3 separate regions of the Mus musculus genome follow, and all the other regions are linked to region 3. The links are chromatin contacts, called in public Hi-C maps. All regions are on one chromosome and are shown on one strand. The core of a region is the stretch at or near the end of the contact, and the rest is flanking DNA. Distances in the headings are between cores, read along the strand shown.

Region 1 (3,412 bases), core at 636-3,135, 270 kb before region 3:
TGGCAAACTCTGTGTCCAGCACAAATTGACTTTAGGATAGAGAAGGAAAACCAGTCAACTGGTCTACCACCTACTTGTAAGCTCTTATGCCTCGTATTGGGCAATGTAATTAGGAAATGATGATGTGATGGCTTGACAGGGAGCCTTGTGACAGACTGCTTGTTTTGATTTTTAAATAGGGACAAGTAGAAACACAAAATTGAAATTACTCTACAGAGTGGGTTATGAAGGAAAATGGATGAGAAACCATTTTTTTTTTCCTAGTAGGCTGAGATTTTTGTCTAGTCTACTCAAATTGTATCAACCTTCTGATGGGTCCCCCAGTTGTAGGAAGTGGTACTAATTATTCTTAGATGAGTAAGTTGGCATCTTATTCATCCACTCACTTCACTTATTTTCTCCTAAGTAGGTAACTTAAGACTCAGCTTAGATCCTTTCTGCTGTGCATCCTCCCCCAATCTCAGCCTTTTCCTTAACTTTCATGGCCCTTTTCTCCTTTTGTCTTGTCAACCAGGTTGGGATTCCCTTGTCCATCCCTGCTTTCTTTTTATTCAGATGACTTGCCACTGGACATTTGAATCTCTGGTGCCTATCATATTTCTGCTTTGGCTACTTTTGCCTGGATCCCTGGTCTCAGGATCCATCCAGCCCTATTTCAGACCACTCCTTGGATACTCCTTTTCACTACGATCTTGTACATGGTCATCTAATGCTAGGAGATTAGTGCCTTCAGTGTTTCCCTCATCTGCTTCCGGGAGGTCCAAATCTAAGTCTCCTATTCAAATTCTTGTCTACATCTAAATTTGTTTCCAACTTTCCTGAAATTACCCAGAAACAGCTTGCCCCTTCTCTGTCTCTCTCTCTGTCTCTCTGTCTCTGTCTCTGTCTCTGTCTCTCTCTCACACACACACACACGTGTGTGTGTGTATATATATATATATATATATATATATATATATATATATATATATTTAACACAGCCTTCTCAGGCTAGTCTTGAACTTGTTAGGTTAGCCCAGGCTGTCCAACAAAAGATCCTCTTATTACAGCCCCTGCCCCCAAACAAAACAGTGTTGGGATTTCAGGTATGTGTCACCATGTCCCACACTTCTTTGCCTACACTTAAATTCTGTGTGACCTCAGAGTCATGTTGTTTTTTTTATCACCAATCTATGTCCTGAAAAGTTTGTATTTATAAAAAACCATTTATACACACAGTTCTAGTCTGCTCCCTTCACCTTCGGGCTCCTCGAAAGATCAACAACTAGTACTGGTGAGGAAGAGATCCTGTTGTCTCAAACTTTCACTCCCAAGCCCTGCTTTTGAAAACTGTTAACTGCAGCATTTCTGACTTTGCAGTCCTTCATCACAACCTCATAGGATAGAGGTTTATACCAAATCATACAATGTGCCAGAGATGCCCTTGAGAAAGACTGAGAAAACCTACAGGATTTTTGTATTAGTATGTCAGCGGAATAGGAGAGGAAGAGGGTTCTTACATTCCATTATCAAATCCCATTTACTGAGGAAGAAACTGATTTACCCTCAAAGGTAGAGGTGACAGCCATATAACCACTCTTTTCTGGAGTTGGTATACTCTTTTGTATGCTTGTATCCGAGCTGCGCAATATTGGGAAATCATTAAATTCTCGCCGCATATGGAACACCGCTTCTCCAAAACAATGACTTGAGGTGACATCCATAAAATTTAGATGGTCCTTAAACTAGAGACTCGAAATCTAGCGGGCTCAACAGGCACTTGCCCGGTCCTAGACCGCAAGCTCCGTCCTGCAGCCTGAGAACTAGCCGCTAGAGGGCGCGAAGAGCGCGCCGGCCCCAGCCAGGGGCTGGAGAGGGTCGAGCGCGGGATCCGCTGCTGCAAGCCCAGAGCAGCGGGGTCGGCGGGCCGCACAGGGCGAGAGGACTGTCACTGTGGACGCTCCTAGCTCACCGACCCGGGACACCGGCCTCTGGGGAGCGTCAGGCCTTCTCCTCTGGGCTCCACGGCTCCCGATCCCGGGTGAACAGCGTTCGGGAAGGAGGGCGATGTCTGCGGGAACCCACTGTGGTCCCCCGGGGAACCGGGCACCTCCGTTCGCGCGTCTCTGTTGCGTCTCGGCCGCGCTGGGGATGCTGTGGTCCCCTGCGTGTCTGGCGTTCAACTTGGATGTGGACAAGCTCACTGTGTACAGTGGCCCCGAGGGCAGCTACTTCGGCTACTCACTGGACTTCTACATACCTGATGCGCGCACGTAAGTTGCTGGGTTGGGTTGGTGGCTTGGTGGCGCGCGATTCCAGGTCCTGTCTCTGTCTCTCAGAGGTCTCCGCAGCCAGGAGGAAAGGATGTCTGATATTTCAGGCAACTGCCCACTCCGGGTCGGATTCTGCTCTTTGCCTGCTACCAACATCTTTCCTCCTGACTTATGCTAAATAGATGTGCCCATGAATCTGGGATTGGAGATGCTCCACTGGTATATAAGTTCGGATTCAAAGACAAGAGCATTATACAAAGGAGAGAGTGGGGCGGGACAGACTCAGGTCAGTTTTAAAATAAGGACCGCGCAGTCTGTTCCTACGGAATCTCATAGCGCCTTAGGTTGCAGACAGTTGGGATCTGCCTTCCCCATCACAGTCTCCACCTACCTCCACCTAGACAGGCAGAACCATTAGCAGCCTCTTCCAAAACCAGGTTTCTGGTGCTCATAGGCTTCCAAAGAGGAAATCAAGTTTGGCAGTCTTTCCACAATAAACCTGTTTGTGCCTGCCGCTGCTGCCGCAGTCCGGTGGGCATGCTTCTACAGACTGGGCACACGGGTAAATGTTCCCAGAGGAGTGACTTTCTCCAATCTCTTTGCAGAGCCAGTGTCTTAGTGGGGGCACCCAAAGCCAACACTAGCCAGCCGGATATCGTAGAAGGGGGAGCTGTCTACTACTGTCCCTGGCCCTCAGAGAGGTCTGCACAGTGCAAGCAGATACCGTTTGACACCACCAGTAAGTGATGCTAACCTGTAGTGTGGCCCCTGGTTGAAAAGAACCAGAGCCATTCCTCGCGGCAATTTAGTGTTCTTTCCCCCCCTCCTAATGTAAATCTGAGTGTTTGGATGCATCTGGTAACATCCGTTTCCCTACTGTTCAGAGGTGAACACTAGGGGAGGAGGTGCTTGGGACCAGTAGAAACCCACAGCTGTGAGGGGAGGGGAGCACAGGCTTAATACTTGGTTGGCAGAGGCAGGCTGGTGTCTGTGAGTTCGAGGCCGGCCAGAGTTACAAAATAACCTACACTATAGAGAATCGGGTTGGTCCTCAAATATAGAGGTGGAGACTGATAAAGGACTCGCTTGGAGTATTTGTAATTCTCTAGTTCCCAAGTCCGGAGGTGAGACTTGCCCTGTAGTAGATCCAGACTGCAACC
Region 2 (3,566 bases), core at 782-3,281, 350 kb before region 3:
CAGCCTGCCCCAGCTCCTCTTTCACATTATTTGTGAGGAATGACTCCTCTATGGTGACTCTTTTTTTTTAAATCTCTTCCCCAATGGTATTAGACTTTTACAGGATTATTCTAATGCTCTGATGCAAGGTTGCTTATAAATGAGAGATAAAGAGAGCTGACAATCAAACCACCAATGGCTTTCACTTGGGAACTGGGTACCAGCAAATTGGAGCTGCAGGCACAGATTCTACATGGCAAGAGGGGTGGAACTAGCTTGGTTCCCTAGGCTGTCATGATGTGCTGATTTGAATAATTCCAGTGGGCTCTGTGCCATAAGACTGTAACCATGTCTGGTACCTGACATATGGGCAAATAGACTGATCTGGAGTATGAGGAGCATGAAGAGAATGAATTGGTATCAGTTTTATCAGCTATCCTTAAAGGAGACTGACTAGTTTATAACCTGGACATCAAACCCAATAGTCGGTGTCTAAAATGCTATAGGTAACCTCAGCAGTATGCAAGTTCTCAGCCAACACGTATTTACTTACGTTTCACCAGATAATTAGGGGAATGGCACAAAGGGAATGAATTATGTTTGAATAAATGTTATAAATCTAAACATTTCTCCATTCTCTGAGAGTGGAACAGATTGCTTTCTAATAATGACACTATCATTTAATTTATTTTCAGCATATATATTTAGGTACATAAATGAAGCAATACCTATTTATAACCTTTCTACACACACATGCACACACCAATAAAGAATGATGCTTTTAGCGGTGTGTTTAAAAATAAGAAAGCATAACTTATATCTCATAAAGATCACCATTTTGGATGTATATGGTTCTGTGGATGTTGCTATATTTGTAAAGCTGTGCAACCATCGTCCTTACCTAGTTCTGGAAGGTTTTCCTCACATACACACACCCCACTCCCCCAAGAGTAGGTCTAACCGGGCAGCCACTCCTTCTTCCTCACACCAGAAATCACAGTTCAACTTTCTGGCTCTGTGGGTTCCTTCACCTGTGTATTAGTAATTTCTTTCTTTCTATGTTGAGACCACTCTTGTTTTATAGTGTATCAATCTGTTTCCACCCATTAACTCATAGATGTTTCAAACTATACATTAAAAAAAAAACAAAATCCTGTTCCTATTGTAAAACTTTAAATGTAATTTGTCCTGAAGAATAGAGTAGCTAGAGTCTTCTCTATTCATTCTCTCTCTCTCTCTCTCTCTCTCTCTCTCTCTCTGCCTTTATAAGGAGGCTTTATCATTAATTATTTACCTTAGTAGTCTCAGGAAGAAGAACAGATTAGCCTAGTCTAACATGATTTGCAGAAGCAATTGTTCTGATTGCTAAGAACTTAATTTGGGTGTTTTTAATACTTAGCCATCTAACCCTTTGAACATAATTCAGAACTATGCATCAGCCTCTCCTTTTCCCTTTACGGCCACACCTACCTCCCTTCATTATGGAAATATCTTCATGATTCATATTTAAGACTTCAGAGTGATAATTTCCAATTTTAGCTGTTATAAATACTGCTACTGTGAACATTTGTCCACATATTATTTTTATAGCCATATGTTTTTACATTATGGTGTACTCAGGATTAAATTGCCTGGCCACACGGTAATTCTATTCAGCTATTAGAGCACTTTGATTTCCAAAATAAGGACAATGTTGTGTACTGTGGTGACTGATTTTATGATCAAATGCACCATTAGTTCAGCGGTTTCAACTATAACATTTTACACCCCCCTTTTAAACCTCTACCTTAAGTGAAGCACACTTGCCTTTTCTAAGAGAAATTAAGCAGCAGCTAGAATGTCCAGTCTGTGACTCAGTCTAGGTGCCCGGGCAACTGTTTGTGATTCTAGCTCTGCAGTTGGTGCTTAAGTTCAGCCAGGCCCTGCCTGCCACCATGCACCTCTCTGTACTCTCTCAAGCGAGGTCTCTTGTTGCTCAGCTCCACAGCCACATCGACTAACTGAGCAGCTGCCCTTTCCTCACTCATTTCCTCTCCACTGCCCTCAAAGGAGCCTTCCTATTTGGTGGGCATTCTGTTGCATGTTAGCGCAGCTGACTCATCCCTGCTTTCATAGGGCAAGGGAACTAAGTTTTCTGCCATGAATACAAGAGTTCCTGTTTTCCACCTCATGGTGAGAGTAAATTCCCAAGGGCTGTTGTGCTGCTAAAATAGGGGCTGCTGGCTAAATAGAAAAGGATAATGTGCCCTGAGTGCTGTAGGTCATTTCTTACAGTTTCCCAGTCTGAGGAGGAAAAGCAAAGGAGATTGCGAAGATTCATTGTTTTCAAAGGAAGTGTCCTCATGGAAGTGTAGAGTCAGTTGGTGTAAACATGATAGGCTGTGTAAATCTGTCTTATGTGCTCAAAATTAAACTTTTTCTCAGTCACAAATGAAGTGCTTAGAAGCTTTGTGGCACAATCTTATATAGGATTTCTTGATCTAAAGTCCTCATTTCCAGCTGTGACACATGTGTATGTAAGATCTGCATTGCAGTGTCTGGTTTAAAGATGCAGTATAAGCTTAGACACAGGTCCTGTCTGCACTTACCATCTAACCTCTGTGGTAAGAAGTGTTAATGAACGCCTGTTATGTTTCACATATTTCTGCACAAATATTTAAGGGACAGCATAAAATCTTTCATTTATTTGTTTTACTTTGCTGAATTTATTCTAGGTTGGTTCTTACTTGAAATCTCCAAAATTCCCTATTTGGATTGTTGGCAGCGAAACTCACCTCACCGTATTTTTTGCCAAGGTATGCTTATAGGGGACTTTTTTTTTTCCACAATGATATTAGCCAAACAAGTAATATTGTGAGTCCATATTTAGTTTGATCTTTGTGCAGATGAAAATCCAGCCAGTAATAAATGGAATGTTTCCCAGAAATCTTATCAGTTCACACTACAGAAAACACTGTTGCTTTGCTCTGGGGTTGGAGTCACCTCAGTGAAGTCCTTCCTGACTCCATTACATGTCTTTATCTCTGCTGACTCAAGAGCTCTGGCTTTTGATTTTGTTTAGAAGTTGCTGAGATGTGGAAGAAACCATTTTAGTTTTATTTTAGATTCTTACATAAAATGGTTTCTAAATCTTTCTTTTTAACAAGACGTAATATTTTCCACAGTGGGGTGGTAAAAGCTTTGGCATCAAACACCTTCATTTAAACCCTAGTTTCTTTGCAACATCTCTTGGGCTCTTTTCCTCTGTGTTTACAGTAGGGCTTTTTAACAGTACCTAGGTCTTAGAAGTGCTGTCAGCCTTAAATCTAAGATATTTAGTGGTGTCTAGCACAAGACAAGTGCTCATTACTCTATGAAAAGTTTTCCAATGTCTCTGATGCTGTTAAGAACAAAGTGTCAGAGCGTGGACTGATGCGGGCAATGTAAAAGTGTGTCCTTGAGGTTCCTTACTCCAAGAGACTCTGGGAGTACGCGTTTCCCAGGGTAAGGTCCCGTCTCTAAGAATTCTATCACTTTCACTGAACTGGTAACCTCATTTTTATTTTATTTTCTTCCTGCTTTTATTGTGTTAGCCAGCGTCCAGCTTA
Region 3 (3,411 bases), core at 332-2,831:
GGGTACACAGAACTATGTGGGTGGGGGTCTGGGGAAACCAGAAGAAGTCTAAGGGTCCCTGGAGCTATAGGTTCCAGGCATTTGGGAACTGCCCATGGTAGATGTTGGGATTTGACTTCCAGTCCAGTGAGCAAGTCACTCTTAACCAATGAGCCATCTATCTCTCCCACCCCATGATCACGAAATTGTTTTAAACCTGTATTTTGGTGATGGTTTAGAAGGGCAATATATTGTTGAATTTCAGAAGGTGGTGGTTGTAAGTGTAAGGCCAGAGGAAAAACCAGGGGCCTTGAAAAGCGTGGCAAATCATACATGGAGTCATGGGGAAGTTTTACAAAGTCGAATACTCCAAACCTCCTCTTACAATAGTTCTCCTTTACTTTAAACGTTCACATGCTGTTACATGGAAACTGAGCAATGGAGGAACAAGAATGAAAACGGGGAGACTGCTAGGAAGCCCTCACATGAGTAAGGAAAAGACTCATGCAAGCAGCGAATCAGAAGAGAGACTGAATTTAGCCTCAAGAAAATGGAATTACTACCATTTAGCTCAATAAATGAAATAAAAGGACCAAAGGGTAAACAATGCCGAATTTTCCCATCTCTGGATATAGTCATACAGGAAAAAAAAAAAAAAAGTCAAATAGATGCCTCCCAGAGAGGAAGCTAAGTAAGCGCATAGCTTCGGAGTCACCAGGTTCCGTGGTTTCCAAGAGATGAACTTGGGATAAACAAGAAAATTGAATGATTTTTAATCATGCGGCAGTCAGACTGGTATTCAACATGTTATTTACATTTTAAGAACCTTTTTTTTAAAACTCCAAGCATTTTATGTTTGTTTGTCCTAAAGAAGCCATCATCAAAAAATCTGGGGAACTGTGTATAGTTAGCAGTCGCGTAGTTGAGTAGTGCACGCATGTCTGCTGCTGGTGCAGACGTATGGGGCCATTGATGGAGCCAATAATAACGGGGAAACAGAACAGAGGCATGGCTGATGAGAGACGCCAGCTTTCTCTGCCGGCCCCGGCTCTGAGCAGTCTTGATATTTCTGCATGTATTTGAGTCTGCTGCTTGTTTTAATTATCTTCATCCAATTCCAAGTGACGCATGATATCAAGCATGACCAAGAATGGAAAGATTTCTTGGTGGAATGTTTTAAATCTTGATTGTTACAAGGAAAAAGCCCTTTAAAAAATAATAGCATCTTTCCAAGAACAGATTCCTGTAACTAAGACCGTTCCCCAAAATGGAAGAGGATTAAAGCTGGGGTATGTTTGACCCATTCCTGCTAGTCACGATGGTGCACCCCAAAAGGACTCAGAGGGAATGCCCCACTAGAAAACAGGAAATGAAACTAGTACAGCAGCAAGGGGGGAATCAGCAGGCTTTTTTATGCCTTGGATTTTGAGAGGAAAGAGCTGTTTATTCAAAACGCTGCTTCGGGGGACAGGAAGACAATGAGGAGAACAGAGACCCACTGACCTCCTGGAATTGCTGACAGTAGCTCAGCCTCCCTGCCTGGTGTGCAGGAAGCCAGCCATGCAGACTCCAAATGTCCAGCCCTAATCAGAAGAGGTGACGGAGCAGACCTCAAGCATTTCAAAAGTCATGAGAACGCTATTAACCACATTCAAAGTTGAGGGCGCTGCTTCCTCCCCAAGCATCCATCAGGAAGACTCCAGACAGAAGCTCTGAAGCTAGGGGGTCAGTGCCGCTGCTTCGAGGGGTGGAGGCAAAGGGCTTGTTCTCTCTCCCAAGACAGCAGATGACAGTGGGTGGTCAGCTTTGGCTCAGAGTCCTGGCTTAGCAGGAAATCCTTGTTTCTTCTGGGCCGCTAAGTCACTGTGTCTTGTTCTGCAAGCTGGATGGGAATCGTTCTGTCTCTGAATCTATCATGCTGACTTTGTTTTAAGGGAGCCCTAGGTAGTCCATGATGTTAACTTGATGTTACAACCTCTGTCAACTGTGCTTTCCCACACCATACTCACTAACCCCACAATCAGTGTGTGTGTGTATGTGCTTGTGTATGTGTACACGTGTCATATGCACATGTATGTATTTGTAGTGGCTAGATGTCAATGTTGTCTTCTTCGATCAATACTCATCAACCCATAGCTCACTGGGTTGGCTTGACTGACTAACACATGACTTCCGGGGTACCTACTATCTTCTCTCTGCTGAGTTCCAAGACTGAACCCGAGGCACACGCTACTGCTCATGGCTTTTCTGTTTGTTGTTAACATAGATTCTGAGGGTTCTGAGCCATCTCCCTAGCTCTGAAGTGATCTAACATTAAGCTGAATTAAGTGTTCCTTAGGACTTCTTGACTTCAGGCTCTAGAGTATAGAAACCATGTCCCTGTTACTAGAGTTGCATATCACCACATTCCTTCACTTCACCTGTGATGATGTCATGAGTGATTCTCACTAGAGTCTGAAGAAATCTAGAAACACCTGTCAGTTCCTGCCCCAGCAACCTACAACACCCTACCGCTGAAAGAATCTCACTCACTTTGGGCTATCTTAAGTACATTTGCACTCTGTGCTACATAACTCACTTGTCCTTGGGGGCAGATGCTAGTGAGCCACACCCCTTGAGATCTCTCACTGACCCCTTTAGTACTCGACTTCACATTTCAGGCAGCTGTGACCAGAGCCACACACTGACTGTGTCACTTGGGCTGGGGACCTAAAATAAAAGAGGCAAAATAGAGAAAGGCCAATGAGTCCAGTGTTTTCCACTGTCCACTCGCTGATTCATCAAGACATGAGGAATCTCTGTATAAACTCCATCACCCTGAACTTCACTATGTCTTCTTTGCCATTATGGGCTATGAGGGAAAAAATAAATTCTGCCCATGAGTTGCTTCTGCAAAGTATTTTAACAATGAAAAAAATTAACTAAAATTCCAGGGCTGACATGAAACTGTGGTGGCTTCAGTCTCAGGATATGTGAGAGTGGTGACTAATTCCTCACAAACATCTGAAAGCTACCTTTCTGTTCAAAGTGTAATTTCCTGCATTCCCTCCTTTGGTTCTCTGGAAGCAGCCTGTGAACACACAGCAAGTATCCTGGGAACACACAGCAAGGATCCTATATACTGCTCCTTAACACAAGTCATGGCTCAAAGAGGCACCTTTCAGTGACTCCAGCCTGATGCAGAGAAAAGACCCTATAAACAAAAGCTTACATATAATGACAGGGATGTTTATAATAGGATTTTAAGATTCATTTTATCTTTAATTATGCATATACTCACCTAGGTATGAGTATATATATGAGTATACACACACACACACACACACATACACACGCGCGCGCGCGCGCGTGTGTGTGTGTGTGTGTGTGTGTGTACATATAGCCACAGAAGCCAGAAGCCAGAAGAGAGTGTACAATCCCTAGAGTCAGAGT

What was found. A called contact is a pair of places that touch in the nucleus more often than the background predicts.
Region 1: a Hi-C map of bone marrow-derived macrophages shows a contact between it and region 3, with 36 read pairs. The contact joins the promoter of Itga8 here to the enhancer-like site in region 3. A contact is called at or near these places in 14 of 39 promoter capture datasets (the 3T3-L1 cell line, the C10 cell line, the HPC-7 cell line and 10 more), 2 of 15 datasets of contacts at CTCF or cohesin (the NIH/3T3 cell line and stem cell-derived epiblast-like cells), 48 of 484 Hi-C or Micro-C datasets (the 4T1 cell line, the CH12 cell line, ECoMG myeloid progenitors and 28 more), 22 of 115 datasets of contacts at active chromatin or transcription factors (VIP interneurons, bone marrow-derived dendritic cells, bone marrow-derived macrophages and 15 more) and 4 of 9 other capture datasets (adipose tissue, embryonic stem cells, liver and 1 more).
Region 2: a Hi-C map of bone marrow-derived macrophages shows a contact between it and region 3, with 14 read pairs. The contact joins two enhancer-like sites. A contact is called at or near these places in 2 of 39 promoter capture datasets (the 3T3-L1 cell line and the C10 cell line), 18 of 484 Hi-C or Micro-C datasets (the 3T3-L1 cell line, the HPC-7 cell line, the N1E-115 cell line and 11 more), 4 of 115 datasets of contacts at active chromatin or transcription factors (bone marrow-derived dendritic cells, embryonic stem cells, heart atrium and 1 more) and 2 of 9 other capture datasets (adipose tissue and liver).

The regions. Positions count from the first base shown.
Region 1 is chr2:12,300,417-12,303,828 of GRCm38.p6, reverse strand. It overlaps Itga8 (integrin alpha 8), which reads left to right and starts at 1,885. Exons shown (of 30, transcript NM_001001309.3): 1 at 1,885-2,252; 2 at 2,858-2,991. The coding sequence starts at 2,047. It overlaps E030013I19Rik (RIKEN cDNA E030013I19 gene), which reads right to left and starts at 2,583. Exons shown (of 2, transcript NR_040353.1): 1 at 2,240-2,583.
Region 2 is chr2:12,381,311-12,384,876 of GRCm38.p6, reverse strand. Mindy3 (MINDY lysine 48 deubiquitinase 3) reads left to right here. Exons shown (of 15, transcript NM_024185.4): 10 at 2,694-2,774. Among named protein-coding and RNA genes, the nearest start is that of Mindy3, 36 kb to the left of the region's middle. Within about 2 kb of position 2,031, at least 35 of the 459 cell types and tissues checked have an H3K27ac peak or open chromatin away from gene starts, as enhancers often do. A contact at or near this core is called in bone marrow-derived macrophages and liver, where this site is marked.
Region 3 is chr2:12,031,946-12,035,356 of GRCm38.p6, reverse strand. No RefSeq gene overlaps it. Among named protein-coding and RNA genes, the nearest start is that of Gm34768, 130 kb to the right of the region's middle. Within about 2 kb of position 1,581, at least 31 of the 459 cell types and tissues checked have an H3K27ac peak or open chromatin away from gene starts, as enhancers often do. A contact at or near this core is called in the CH12 cell line, adipose tissue, bone marrow-derived macrophages and 5 more, where this site is marked.